Linked DNA regions of Ovis aries: all the other regions are linked to region 1. Evidence: chromatin contacts called from public Hi-C data. All regions are on one chromosome and are shown on one strand. Each heading gives the region's core, a stretch centred on a gene start, on an enhancer-like site or on the middle of the called end of the contact. The rest is flanking DNA. Distances are from core to core; before and after follow the strand shown. Region 1 overlaps SYTL3 (synaptotagmin like 3). Region 2 overlaps RSPH3 (radial spoke head 3). Region 3 overlaps RSPH3 (radial spoke head 3).

Region 1 (2,700 bases), core at 35-2,534:
GTGACGCCCCACAGCAAATGCAGTCAGAGTGTCCCACACAGCCCCTGGCAGACAGTCAGCTTTGAGGATAATAAATGTCTCTCTGACTTTCTGAATGTGCCTGAAGCCTAGAACCCTGGGACCCGGACCCACAGCTGCTCTCGGTAAAGCCTAAGGAGGCCGCCAGAGTGGGACCTCAACCTGCCAGTCAGGAGACCTCGGGGGGCATCTTTCCATGAGCATTTCCCCATAGTCATTATGCGAATTAAAAAATAAGGTAACAAAAAATAAATGTTGAGTGCTTTTTAAGGAAAGCCCCTGGTAAGAAATGACTGAGGAGTACAAGAGAGGAAACCAGTGAAGTGGTGATACGCAGGGACAGAGCCCCGGGCTGCTCCTCAACCTCACCGCCCCGGGCGCCTCCGTGGGGCTGGGGGTGCGCCTGGGACTCTGCACTGCTCACTAGCTCCCTGCTGAGAGCTGCCCCCCAACACCTGGAGGAAAAAGAGCGTGAGGCACCCTGGCTCCCCTGGGCCAAGCCTGTCCCTCTGCCCGTTCTTGTAACTCCCATGAGCTGAGAATGAGTTTTGCATATCTTAATGGTTAGAAATCAAAAGAAGAACTTTTGTGAGACATAAAAAATTGCAACCTAGACAGCATATTAAAAAGCAGAGACATTACTTTGCCAACAAAGGTCTGTCTAGTCAAAGCTATGGTTTTTCCAGTAGTCATGGCTGAATGTGAGAGTTGGACCATAAAGAAAGCTGAGCCCCAAGAATTGATGCTTTTGAACTGTGTTGTTGGAGAAGTCTCTTGAGAGTCCCTTAAACTGCAAGGAGATCAAACCAGTCCATCCTAAAGGAATCTTCATTGGAAGGACTGATGCTGAAGCTGAAACTCCAATAATTTGGCCACCTGATGCGAAGAACTGACTCATTTGAAAAGACCCTGATACTGGGAAAGATTGAAGGCAGGAGGAGAAGGGGATGACAGAGGATGAGATGGTTGGATCGCATCACCAACGCGATGGACATGAGTTTGAGTAAACTCCGGGAGTTGGTGATGTGGAGGCCTGGTGTGCTGCAGTCCATAGGGTTGCAAGGAGTCAGACATGACTGAGCAACTGAACTGAACTGAAAAATTACAAGAAATTCAGATTTCAACGTCCATTATCAGAACACAGACACACCCACTCTTTAACACGATGGGTGCAGTCACAAGCGCACAGTTGAGCAGGTGGGACAGAGAAGGTACAGAGCCTGGAATACTGGCCATTTGGACTTTACAGATAGGGTGTGTCGATGCCTAGGGTGGTGGTTCCCAGTGCTGCCAGCAGGGGGCAGCATAAAGCCATGTGTGTGGGCCCAGCCTCCCGGGGTTCAGAAAGGGTATTTAGGAATGTGATCGGGAGACCAAGCTGAGGTTTAGGAGGGAGGTACAGGCCTGGGGTAGAAAGGCAATTAGCGAGGGGAGTGAGTGGAGAACGCCCAGGGTAAGTAGTGCAATGGGGCACCCTCCTTAAGGGCTGGTGCGAGAGTGGACCCCCAGGATGGAGGCCCAGGTGTGGGCGGCAGGGAGCTGCTAGAGGGTTGCAGGTGGTGGGGAGAAGGAGCATCGCTTTGGGGAGGGGGGCTGCCACCTGGTGGTCGTGCCTCTGGGCAGCAGTCCCAACAGGCCACGACTGGGAGGACGAGGGGCCAGCTGAGCTGTGACCAGTCCCCGCCCCCCTGCCCCTTGACCCCCAGGGCTCAGAACTGCCCCTCCCTTGGAGTCTGCCTCTGGCCCAGGACAGGCTGGATGAGCAGTGTCTCTGTCTAATCTCCCTCTTTCTCCTGCTTTTCTCTGCTTTCGCAGTGACAGGGCCCTCGGTGCACTCGGGGTGGCTCCTTCAGATTCCAGCCTGTCTTCTTCCCCGAGGCTCCTGCAGATGCGAGCCTTCACTCTTTACAAGCTGGCTCCACTGGTTTAGCGCTCAGCCTTCGGGGTGAGGCCCTTTTTATTTTTAAAGGGTTGTTTTGTAGTCAGACAGGGAAGAGGCTCACTCCTGTTAGAGTCTGGTGAGCACCACGGTGAACCCCAGAAAATGCACATGGGCAGGGGGCCTTACGGTTTGAAATGTGATTTCAGGGCTCACCCATCACCTGAGCCCCCCAGGTTAGGACCCCTAACTGGCAGTGGGCATCGTCCCTGTAGCTCACACGGTAAAGAATCTGCCTGCAATGCAGAAGACCTGGGTTTGATCCCTGGGTTGGGAAGATCCTCTGGAGAAGGGAATGGCTACCCACTCCAGTATTCTTGCCTGGAGAATCCCATGGACTTGGTGGGAGGGGGGTGATCAGATCAGGGTCTGCTTGGGGGTTAGCCATCCCCAGTTTTAAGGTCTGGGGCTTGACATCAGAGTACTTTGCCCCCCACCCAAACACACCCCCCACCCCACGACAGAGGATGAGATGGTTGGATGGCATGTAATTCCTGATTGTCTTACTACCCCACCCCCGCTGCCCTTCCTCCTGTCTTATGGAGATGATGAAATACTTAAGTCTTTCTTTATAGCCTTCTGAAGAAAAGTTATGACAAACCTAGACAGTGTATTAAAAAGCAGAGGCATCACTTTGCCGACAAAGGTCTGCCTAGTCAAAGCTATGGTTTTTCCTGTAGTCATGTACAAATGTGAGAGTTGGACCACAGAGAAAGCTGAGGGCCAAAGAATTGATGCTTTTG
Region 2 (2,700 bases), core at 63-2,562, 190 kb after region 1:
TGACGGCCGCTAGTTTGTTCTGCAATGCCTCTTCAGAGCCCGTCAAGGACTGGCCTCTTGGTCCTTATGGGTGAAAAGTGAAAGTGAAGGTTGCTCAGTCGTGTCTGACTCTTTGAGACCCCATGGACTATACAGTTCGAGGAATTTTCCAGGTCAGAATACTGGAGTGGGTAGCCTTTCCCTTCTCCAGGGGGATCTTCCTGACTCAGGGATTGAACCCAGGTCTCCCACATTGCACGCAGATTCTCTACCAGCTGAGCCACAAGGGAAGCCCAAGAATACTGGAGTGGGTAGCCTATCCCTTTTCCAGCGGATCTTCCTGACCTGGGGATCAAACAGGGGTCTCCTGCATTGCAGACAGATTCTTTACCAACTGAGCTACGAGGGAAGCCCCCATCGGAGAAAGGGTATGAGATGGAACAGGGCTTCCCAGGTAGCTTAGCAGTAAAGAATCTTCTGCCAATGCGGGAGATGTGGGTCCGATCCCTGGGTTGGGAGGATCCCCTGGAGCAGGAAATGACAACCCACTCCAGCATTCTTGCCTGGAAAAATCCCATGGACAGAGGAGCCTGGCAGGCTACAGTCCATGGAGTTGCAAAGAACCAGACACGACTGAGCACGCACGCACTGCTCACTTACTGCCTACTGACGGAACAAGGAGCGGGACAGCCTTTGGATGAAGGAAGGTGAACCGTGAAGTAGGGGTCAACATGCCTAGGGCACCTCGGCAGCACTGGCCTTTCAGAGCTGGAGCTGCCTTTCCATGGAACGGGACCACTGGGGCCTTCCATCTGCTGTAAGGAAATGGATCATCGCCGAGTGCTTAAGGCTGTGTAGTCAGGCCTGATGGAATGCTGAGTGGCAGATCAGAGCTGGAAATCACAGGTCCCCCACGTTATTCAGCTGCCATTACCACGCCTGCTTCCTAGACCCTGACCATGCTAGAGGAGGGCCTGGGACTCACCCTGTTGTGCAGCTGATCATTGGCACATCATGACACAGGGCTGAGGCTTCTCTCCTGGAGTCAAATACTCTGCTCAGCCCCAGTCAGCGACCCCCGCCCAACCCCACTGTGATGGGGAATGGGGAAGTGGCTCGTCCCTGCTCCTAAGGTTTCCTCCCATGAGTACTATTCAGGCCTGGTACGTGCGCTACCACTGGCATCCCAAGGAAGGCCAAGTGGGAACATTTTAGCTGAGAACTGAAGGATGAGAAGTTTGCTGAACGCAAATGGTGTGTCTGTGTATGTGTGGTGCAGTGGTTGGAGGAGGTTCATAGGCAAGATGAACAACAGGTGCAAAAGCAGAGAAGCCAACCAGAGGAAATAAAAATCAGGAAACCGTTAGTAATTCGGTTTGGTGAGAACAAAGGGTACGTGTACGAGAGTCACAGTAAACGTGCCTGGACAGTCAGGGGCAGATCACAGAGAGCCTTCACCTCTGTTAAGGAGTCTGGACTTCACACTTTGTACACAGTGGTAAGAAAATGAAGGATTTTCAGGAGGAAAGTGATACAATCTGATCTAAAGTTCTGATGGACTGCCAGAGTAAAAGTGAGAGGACGGTAGGACTGGAGGCAGGAGGTTGCAATGGTCTAGAAGATGACAGAACAGGAAACCTTTCTGAATCGAAGGACTTCATGTATGATTAAGCCAAGGAGACCCTGAACCCACAGGATCACGGGGCCACAAGATAGGAACAGCCTGGGTATATATATATATTTTTTGCTAGGGAGCTTCTCAGGAGAGTCACCATCCCAGGAACATCTGAACTGGGTTTTACATGAGCGTAACATAAAGTTTTGTTGTGCTTAAGCCATCGAGATTTTTGCATTTCTTTTACAAGTATTTTTTTCAGCTTTAAGCCCATATTGACGCATGGAAGTCAGGAAATCAATGGTGGGTAGCACTATTAATTCAATATAGTGAAGACAGAAAGGAAACAGTTCAGAAAATGATGATGGATTTGTTTAACGATGTCTCAAATTTGAGATGCCAGTGTGATAGCAAAATGAAACGTGAAACAACTCTCCAAGGGTTTCTGCCCATCTTGACAGCAAGGCATGAACTGCCCTTTGTCTCATACTTTCTTTTCAGGGATGTTTGTATAGCAAACAGTCTTTGACGAAAACCTGAATAATCTCTGAAGAAAAAGACAGTGTCTCCCTCTGGAGCCAAGAGCAGGCATGCTTGCTGCCCACTATGAAAGACTGGAGCTCTCTGAGCTCAGGGTTCCTCTCCCCTACGGCCACTCACTGCATGGGCAAGTTCTGTCTGGTCTTCACTTTGCCTTGACGCAACAAGGGCTCCAGAACCAGCACAAAAATGCTGATATTCTGGGTACTGCTACCGTGGTGAGTTACACATAACCCCATGTCTCTGACTCAGGAGTCTTACGTCAAAATTTACCGGCACTCATGAATCTCTGGAGGCTAACTTAACTTGGAAGTAGATAAAATCTGAGGCTCTTCATAGTTCTGGACGGAGCGGTCCAGAGATGATTAGAGATAACAGATTTAGAGCCCAGGGCTGAGTATCACCAGAGTGTGGGGGCATTGAGTAGTGGGCAATGATGAGATGACCTCGGGGTGGGGGGTGCGGTTTCCGAGCACTAAGTGAGAGATGAGAAAGATGAGGAAGAAGAGGACCTGACTACTAAGGGAGAACGCTGACTACCAGCAGAGAAAGTAAGGAAGAAGAGC
Region 3 (2,700 bases), core at 185-2,684, 210 kb after region 1:
AAGTTCTGCTGGGAGAAGGGATAGGCTACCCACTCCAGTATTCTTGGGCTTCCTGTTTGGCTCAGCTGGTAAAGATAGATTCCAATTCAAAACAAAAATGGGCACAACATGAACTCAAACCATTAGCAGGATGCTTATTGTAACAGTTAATCTAACAAAAGACCTCCAACAAACCTCTTTCAATGGGATCATAAAAGTAGCCACCATCCCGAAGGCTGTCAAAAACTGACGGGAGGAGGTCGGCCAGGTAACGCTGTGCAAACGCTCGAGCCGCGATCTTCTGCGAAGTCTCGTTATGCTTGTGAACCACCTGCCATTGCTGCTGCTTCCGACGTTCCTGCCCAGAGGAAAACACCATCACAGGTGGCTATTCTGCTATCATGTCTTCCCCCGAAACCGACTCTCATGAGTGTGAGAATTTGTACTTATATTTGTGTCCAAAAAAGGACAGCAAGGTGTCTATGATCAGTTCGTATTTTTCACTACGATTTTAATGAATTTCAACAGCTAAGTAGGTACTGAATTCAGAGGAGATGATGCTTAAGGTAAAATTCATTTCCTGATCCATTTTCAAGTAAAGTAATTTCAGGATATACATGTCTGACTGAAATCAAAGAATAATAATAGTTACCTGTATTTTTAATTAGTATTATAAAGTATTGCTGATATGAAAATTATAGTTGCTTAGACATCTTTGATTAAAAAACTCGGGCCAATAAATTGTCTCGTTTATAATGACTCTTTGAATTTGTAAAGTTCTGAAAATTATAAAACCTTTTTGTTGCTGTTGCTATTTATAGATCATATGAAATCTGTGAAGCTTATGAACTACCTTCTCTATTCCCATGCAGAAATGGGAACATTAACATATTTTCTAATTAGTCTATTTTCAAAGTTGAAGTAAATATAAATCTAGATGACTTTTCTTTGTTTTTTCATATTTCCTAATAGTATTATTATAAAAAATGAAGAATACAAGTCAACCAGATTTATATTTGCTTAAACTTCGAAAACATTTCCTAATAGTAAATAAGGGCTTCCCAGGTGGCTCAATGGTAAAGAATCTAACTGCTCGGCAGGAGACGTGGGTTCATTTCCTGGGTCAGGAAGGTCCCCTGGAGGAGGAAATGGCAACCCACTCCAGTACTCTTGCCTGAGATATTCCATGGACAAAGAACCCTGACAGGCTGCAGTCCAAGTCAGACACGGCTGAGCATGCACATACCACCAAACAGTAAATAAACAAATTTAACTATTCTTTGATAAAAACTTCACCAATTATTTCAACAAAGCTGTTAGGATTCATCTTATACTTGTGAACATATAATTGTGCATTTGCGCAATCCTTATCAACAGACCTGTGCTCTTTACAAAGTTACTCATTCTGGAGGAAAACTGAAAGTCCATCTGACTAGGTTTGGAGTAGAATGTTCCAACAACTGAGCTATTCGTGTGGGAAGCTAGACTCTGAGCCCTTTCAGGTGTTTGGAAACTCTTTATTATTTATCCATCCAGTGTTTAACTCACCTTAAACTGTACTGAGCCTAGTGCTTCCTAACTAGAGGTCTGTGGCGTATTTCATGATCGGATTCTACAACTTTTCTTATTAAAGGTTCTAAAAACATTATAATCTGAAGAAATATTCTGTAAAGACTCGGATAGTAGGTGTATCTGTAAGGGTGTGGAGCAGAGCTAGTCACTGAGAAAAAGACCCAGAATTCTTTCCAGATCCTCTTTCTTACTCTGCATCTACCCAAATACACTCCGCTTTTTCCTGCCACCTTTTCTGCCATTGATTTTCGGCAAACTGATGTTATTTCTTCTCTAGGACTCTTGATATTTAAGAGTGCCTTTCATTGGGACATATGTAATTTAAATTGTGATCTGCAGGAATTTTGGGGAACTCTATTTAGGTTGTTGGTGTTATTTAGTCCGACCCTTTGCAGCCCCATAGACTGTAGCCTGCCAGGCCTCCTCTCTCCATGGGATTTCCCAGGGAAGAATATTGGAGCGGGCTGCCACTTCCTTCTCCAGGAATAGAACCTCGGTTGCCTATATTGGCAGGCAGATTCTTTACTGTTGAGCCACCTGGGAAGTCCATCTCTATTCAGGTACATCTATGTAAACTGGAATTTTAAAAATGTAATTGTTCATGAAAGATTGGTGATCTGTAGGAGAGACCTGAACAACAAATACTACAGGTCTTTTCTAACATGTTTGCCAAGACCTGTTAGCTCTACATGGGATTTTGAACATAATCGGTTAAGTAACCGAAATCTGTCTGAGAGAAAAAACGAAAATTCTCTACTTTTTCCTCCCGGTGTCGCCTCTCCTGCTCTTCAAGTCGCTGGACTTCAGCAAGCTCGACATTGCGAAGCTCTTCATACGCGTACTGACTGGCCCGCAGGTTTGCCAACTCTTCCTCTTCCATCACTTCCAGAAGAGACTGCTCGATGGTCTTTCCCACCAAAACTTCTAACATTGGTTTAACTTCAAGATCAAAGTCAAACAGCTTAAACACACAAAACAAATTTAAAATTTTAATCATGGACCAAAGGCTCAGTGAAAAAAAATCCATGAAAGCAGCAATAAATAATAGGATCCTACTTATTGAGGGTCTTCTGTGTGCCAGACACTGAGCTGGTAATTTACTGTTTCTAATCTTCAAAACAGCCCAAAAGGCACAAGGGGCTCTTTACA

What was found. A called contact is a pair of places that touch in the nucleus more often than the background predicts.
Region 2: a Hi-C map of liver shows a contact between it and region 1, with 5 times the contacts expected there. The contact joins two enhancer-like sites. A contact is called at or near these places in 14 of 16 Hi-C or Micro-C datasets (blood, hypothalamus, liver and 7 more).
Region 3: a Hi-C map of liver shows a contact between it and region 1, with 5 times the contacts expected there. The contact joins two enhancer-like sites. A contact is called at or near these places in 13 of 16 Hi-C or Micro-C datasets (blood, hypothalamus, liver and 6 more).

The regions. Positions count from the first base shown.
Region 1 is chr8:82,851,632-82,854,331 of ARS-UI_Ramb_v3.0, forward strand. The region is part of intron 4 of SYTL3 (synaptotagmin like 3); the gene reads left to right. Among named protein-coding and RNA genes, the nearest start is that of SYTL3, 54 kb to the left of the region's middle. Within about 2 kb of position 1,285, at least 15 of the 54 cell types and tissues checked have an H3K27ac peak or open chromatin away from gene starts, as enhancers often do. A contact at or near this core is called in liver, where this site is marked.
Region 2 is chr8:83,042,414-83,045,113 of ARS-UI_Ramb_v3.0, forward strand. The region is part of intron 8 of RSPH3 (radial spoke head 3); the gene reads right to left. Among named protein-coding and RNA genes, the nearest start is that of RSPH3, 28 kb to the right of the region's middle. Within about 2 kb of position 1,313, at least 10 of the 54 cell types and tissues checked have an H3K27ac peak or open chromatin away from gene starts, as enhancers often do. A contact at or near this core is called in liver, where this site is marked.
Region 3 is chr8:83,059,992-83,062,691 of ARS-UI_Ramb_v3.0, forward strand. RSPH3 (radial spoke head 3) reads right to left here. Exons shown (of 9, transcript XR_009601546.1): 5 at 2,309-2,512; 6 at 175-337. Among named protein-coding and RNA genes, the nearest start is that of RSPH3, 11 kb to the right of the region's middle. Within about 2 kb of position 1,435, at least 2 of the 54 cell types and tissues checked have an H3K27ac peak or open chromatin away from gene starts, as enhancers often do. A contact at or near this core is called in liver, where this site is marked.